2 separate regions of the Gossypium hirsutum genome follow, and region 1 is linked to region 2. A link is a contact called in public Hi-C data. All regions are on one chromosome and are shown on one strand. Each heading gives the region's core, a stretch centred on a gene start, on an enhancer-like site or on the middle of the called end of the contact. The rest is flanking DNA. Distances are from core to core; before and after follow the strand shown.

Region 1 (2,747 bases), core at 7-2,506, 260 kb after region 2:
TACCCAATTGTTCAGCCAAGAAAACGAACAATAAGCATTTGGTGCATACTCTGATCAGTTAGACCATGAACTCTTTTAGAAAAGCAAATATCTAGATAAGGGTCATCCGTTGAGATATGCACATCATCTTCATGTAGAGCTATCTCATTATCATCCAAGAACCCCTTCTGTCTTATTGTCTCCATGTGCATTTGCCATAAACTTCTCCTTAAAGATTGCCTCCTCCATTTCCAAGTCATCACTATTCACAAGTAATGGATCCTTATTCTCTACATTCTTCACAGCTCGCTCTAACTCAGCCCGTGGTAGAGAGATTTCTTTAACTTCTTTACCAACAATAAATGCTTATGGCTTGCATAAAAATTAAAACCAAAACTGATATAAATGAAAATTCGATATTAAACATTTTAGTTGACAATACAAATATAAATACACCTTCAAACAGTTAAAATGTGAAATTAAAAACCCACTGATTACAACTACAAGTTCAGTATGTTCAAGACATCCGCGTTCCACCCGTCAATTATTTATTTCTATGTTTCAGAATTCTAAAAAACTCCAATTAACAATGAAAGCTATAAATTTTAACAAACGTGCTAAAAAAAGTTTATAAACTAAAAAGTAGAAAGACAAAAAAGCCCATCCACCCATTGCGTGGAGAGAAAGTCAATTCCTAACGGTATCTATCCACCGACCGAACACCGACCTACCCTATCTCTTAGCTCTTGCTCGCCTACTCACTCCTTTAAAAACAAAATTATTATAATAAAAAGATGGCAAAACAAACAAAGATAGAATCATTATCATGAAATTGAGTTTAATTATTGATTAATTAAAAAAGGTTGAGAAAACGAAAAAGTAATTTCCTTTTTAAAACCCTTTGAAATTCACTTCACTTGCCCACAAAACGACAATTCCTCCAATCCCTCCATCACCGCCTTCCTAATCACTTAATTGTTTGCGTGATCAAGTTTTTTTTATGTATTCTTTAATTAATGATTAAAGTATACTGTAGTGTGAAATCTTAGCTAAACAAACACCTAAGGACACCGGTTTCATCTCTCTATTTTAATATGAAAGAAATGAGATTAATAAATTCTATTTTGAAAGCATCGCAATAAGAAAACAAAATCATAAACTAATATTTAAACAATAAATTAGGTGTAAAATAAGTTTGAAATCAAAGATAATAAAAGAAGATGGAAGACAATAAAATTCATATTTATATGCCAATGACAACCCCAACATGCCATGCTTTAAAGCATCCAAGTCCACGCCCCGTTTCCCTTTTTCCCCCAGTTATAACAATTACTAAGAATAATAATATTGTGTATGTTGTATTTATAACAAAATTCCCTTACTCCACATAGATTTGTGTCGGTGAATTTGGATCTTCTCTTTTATAGTTTTTTTTCCTTCTCTTTCTCTCTGCCTTTCTTTGTTTGTTCTAACATATAACTTTGTTGTGTCGGAAAAACATTACATTTCAAACACGACACAACCAAACTAACTATGTCATCTCCAACTCTCCATTCTTCTCCTCCCCCTTCATAGTTCCAGCTTTCTTCCCCTGTTCTAATAAAAACCCAAGCCTCCCGACTACACAACCCAGAGTTGAGGAACATAGGATTTCTCCAATAATTTGCAAGGCATGGAGAATGGAACAGGAGTTGTTGCTTCAAGGGAGAGTTCGAGGAAGTCCACGGCGGAGAGGCCTTACAAAGGGATAAGGATGAGGAAGTGGGGGAAATGGGTGGCTGAGATTAGGGAACCCAATAAACGGTCGAGGATTTGGTTAGGGTCTTATTCAACACCTGTTGCGGCGGCTCGAGCTTATGACACGGCGGTTTTTTACCTGCGTGGACCGTCGGCGAGGTTGAACTTTCCTGACCTTTTGGCGGGAGAGAGAGTTGGCAGCGCCGGTGGCGGCTCTCTCGGTGGGGATTTGTCAGCGGCTACTATAAGGAAAAAAGCTATTGAAGTTGGTGCTAGAGTTGATGCTCTTGAGGCAGCTCACCACCACCACCACCATCATAATCATCGTGGTCATAATTATAATCATGGTTATGACGAAGAGTTGAAGCCAAGTACAGGCGGTTTTTTACATCGGGTTGACTTGAACAAGATGCCCGACCCGGAAGATTCAGATGGTGAATGGGAAAGGAAATAGGAAGTTAAAAAAAAATTGATTGAATCATGACCCTCCAACTTTTATGATGTAATTTTTGTTCCGTCTCTTTTGGCGGCTACCCCGAGGGAAAAAAGGAAGGGGAAAAGGGAGGTGGTTGCTAAAATGCACCGGGGGCAATTCCTATCATGCACACTGTAGTGGAGGTAAGTCTAGGTTACGCTGAAAAAATGATGAAACCTTTTGTATTAATTATTAGTCGTAATGAAAAATCTTTTTGGTTTTTCTATTTAGGCAGTTTTTCTTTCATTGGTGGGATTTGACGGTGGTAAAAAATTTGACCACTGGAGAAAAAGAAAAAGGATAATTGTATATTTGGCTCTAACCTCTAATTTCTATACTTCATTTACAGGGTTTTTTTTTATTATTAATTTGGTTGTGCTTATATAGGAAGCCTCTTCACTGTGATTCAGTAAAAAAGATATATAATTACTTTGGTGTCACTCCTGTTCTTCGGGGAGAGTGGAGGGACCAGATGTGCAAGTTGAAGCGACATATAGTCTAAAGATCACTCCCCACCGGAAAAAAAAGCAAATAAAGTGAGGAAATAGATATAATT
Region 2 (2,800 bases), core at 37-2,536:
TGTAGAATGGAGCAGCCGTGTTGACAGAATACTGGTAAGGATCGATTTGTTGGCTGAAGTTATTGTATATAGAGACGCTGAAATTGACAGTGTTGGGTGACTTACTAAGAATGTCACAGAAATGGAGTCGGACAAGATGCTGGGCGTTCCTACTGACATTGAAATGCCAAGTAATGTTAGTAGACTTTGATGACTGCCCATCATTTAGGGCTACATTTTTGCAACCCATATAGACACGATCGGGGATAAAGTTTCGAGAGGCTGCAGTATAGTTATCAGTATCCATAGTTTCATCATCGTAGTGTAGCTTAATAGTCGATTGATAACTACAATTTTTGGCCCAATTTCGAACAACTATGTAGTCATCATCAGCTACCCATTCTGATGCAACGACTGTTGAGTCATTAATGGATGGGGATGGGCTCCCAAAAGCAACTCTATGAAGTGTTCTAAGCAACTGAGAGGGCAAACCCTGGTAAAGACCCTTACTTCCTGCAGAACTCAGATGAGTTCGGTTATCCTTTAGACTCGGAACAAGAAAAACTTCTATGGCGTTCACAAATGCAATAGATGATTGATGTGCGGGGATGAAGAAGATTCTAAACTTGGATGAACTAATAGGCACTAAGAAATCCTTAATCACAGGGACAGAAGTAGTGTTTCTTACACTGAAATTGGATAGCAGAGACTTACTTGAAGCTGAAACATTGAATAAAGCATCAGCTAGATTAGGAAAAGGAAAGAAATGAAGGCGTACCACATACAGGCCTTTGTCAGTGATATCGAGATCATAGGAAAAAGGGTGTCCTGAAAACCTTGCTGTTTGATACAGACCCGAGTCTAACGATGACTGCTGGCTGCTGTCTTTCACAGTTTTGCCATTTGTGACAGAGGAGGAGTTTGGGTTCATGTCACCAACAAATTTCCTACTGCCCAGTGGGAGGGAAGAATCAGACCCACAGTTGATGAAGTATTTTTCAGGAAAAACATAGGGTTTTGAGACAACCAAAATAGGAAACAACTGAAGAAGAAACAAAGGCAAGAGTAGGTTGAGGAACCATAGGTTTCCCATTGAAACTGGTTGATGGCCAAGAAGGTGGTTTGGTTTAGTGAAGGACAATAATGGCTAAAAAGAAAGACCTTGGGCTTGGTTGACGACTTGACTAAGATTCATGTTGTATGGATACAGTAAACTTATCCATTTTCCTTGATACGTCTATTCTGATCACGGCGTTTACTGTTCTAAAGAACCCAACGTTTTTTACTTTTCCTTAGTTCAACAACACCAGTTAGTTGGTTTATAATGAATATATTTATTAATCACGCCGGTTGATGGTTTCTTGTCGTTTTAAATCATTGACTTTTTTTAGCTGTCTTAATCCATTGCATTCAAGTCTGTTCAATAATTTCACTCATACTGCATCAAATTCTGCATTTGAAGATTTTAAGTTTGTAAAGTGTGAAGAAACATCAGATTGAGTACAACATTATCCCCAAACTTTGTATCCTTTCTGAAGGTAGAAAGTTAGAAATGGCAAATCCTCAGACCCACCACAAAGAAGAACTAGTGTAGTTTATGCGGTTCAAATGGCTCCACTCAAGTTTCCTATATCCCCCACTATATTTGCAACCCAAATGCAATGTTTTCACTCTACTGTTATTGTTGTTGCAGTAATCTCGAAAAGTACAATGCTTTTCATTCTGGATGTAAGTCTTAAAAAATTGGATTCTACTCGTATTTAAATCCCGATATATATTGAAGTGGTCTTTCCTTGAATTAAATTGCAGTGGTTGGTTGTGGGTCTTTCATGGAATTATATAGTGTAGTGGTGGGGACGGTGAGATGATAAAATAATCACGACTCTCTGCACTTCCTTTTCTCTATTAAGTTGTAAATCATTTAATAAACAAAAAATATTCATCACGCCAAATTTATGCAGCTTCTTTCTTTCCCCAAAACTTGTACAACTTTTACAAGGAAAACATATTTTAAAGTTTAAATCTAGGAATTAGGCTTGATGGTACTTTTACCCCATCAACTTTTTCTTCTTTCCCCAAAACTTGTACAACTTTTACAATGAAAACATATTTTAAAGTTTGAATCTAGGAATTAGGCTTGATGGTACTTTTACTCCCATCAACTTTTTCTTCTTTTCCCCAAAACTTGTACAACTTTTACAATGAAAACATATTTTGAAGTTTAAATCTAGGAATTAGGCTTGATGGTACTTTTAGCCCATCAAACTTTTTCTAAAAAATCAATTAAGATATTTCTCTTTTTTTCTTTCACCTAATTAAGTCTTGAATTAATAAATTTGGGTAAATAGGTCATTTAACTAATATTGATCATTATAGCACTGACGTGGCCATTAACAGTATTGACATAAAACACGACAGTTATACTACCAAATCAGCAAAAATAAAAATTCATTTATAAAAATAAAAAATTAAGTGGAATGTTTTTATTTTTTTGCTAGAATAAACTAGGTTTATTCATTCCAAAGTTTAATTTTTTAAAAACTTAAATATATATTATAAATTTTATAAATTGTAAAATATTATTAAAATTTATAAAAATATTAGATAAATTCAAAAAGTCTTGAATTTTATATTTTTAAAAAAATATTTTTTTAACATCAGATTCTTATTCTTATTATTTTATATTCGTAAACCTAATAGAACAATGAAACTGGATAATTGGAATCCCTAAATTTGTCATTATCACTTTTATTATTTGATCAGCTCTATTAGTTGAATTATGTTAACAATAAATTAATTAATATTTAATAATTAAAATAAA

The links. A called contact is a pair of places that touch in the nucleus more often than the background predicts.
Region 1: a Hi-C map of leaf shows a contact between it and region 2, with 1.8 times the contacts expected there. The contact joins the promoter of LOC107945403 here to the promoter of LOC121224095 in region 2. A contact is called at or near these places in 4 of 34 Hi-C or Micro-C datasets (all in leaf).

What each region holds. Positions count from the first base shown.
Region 1 is chrD12:30,518,042-30,520,788 of Gossypium_hirsutum_v2.1, forward strand. LOC107945403 (ethylene-responsive transcription factor RAP2-10) reads left to right here and starts at 1,257. Exons shown (of 2, transcript XM_041107905.1): 1 at 1,257-2,334. The coding sequence starts at 1,652. The coding sequence ends at 2,170.
Region 2 is chrD12:30,253,125-30,255,924 of Gossypium_hirsutum_v2.1, forward strand. It overlaps LOC121224095 (probable receptor-like protein kinase At2g23200), which reads right to left and starts at 1,287. Exons shown (of 1, transcript XM_041106622.1): 1 at 1-1,287. The coding sequence starts at 1,072.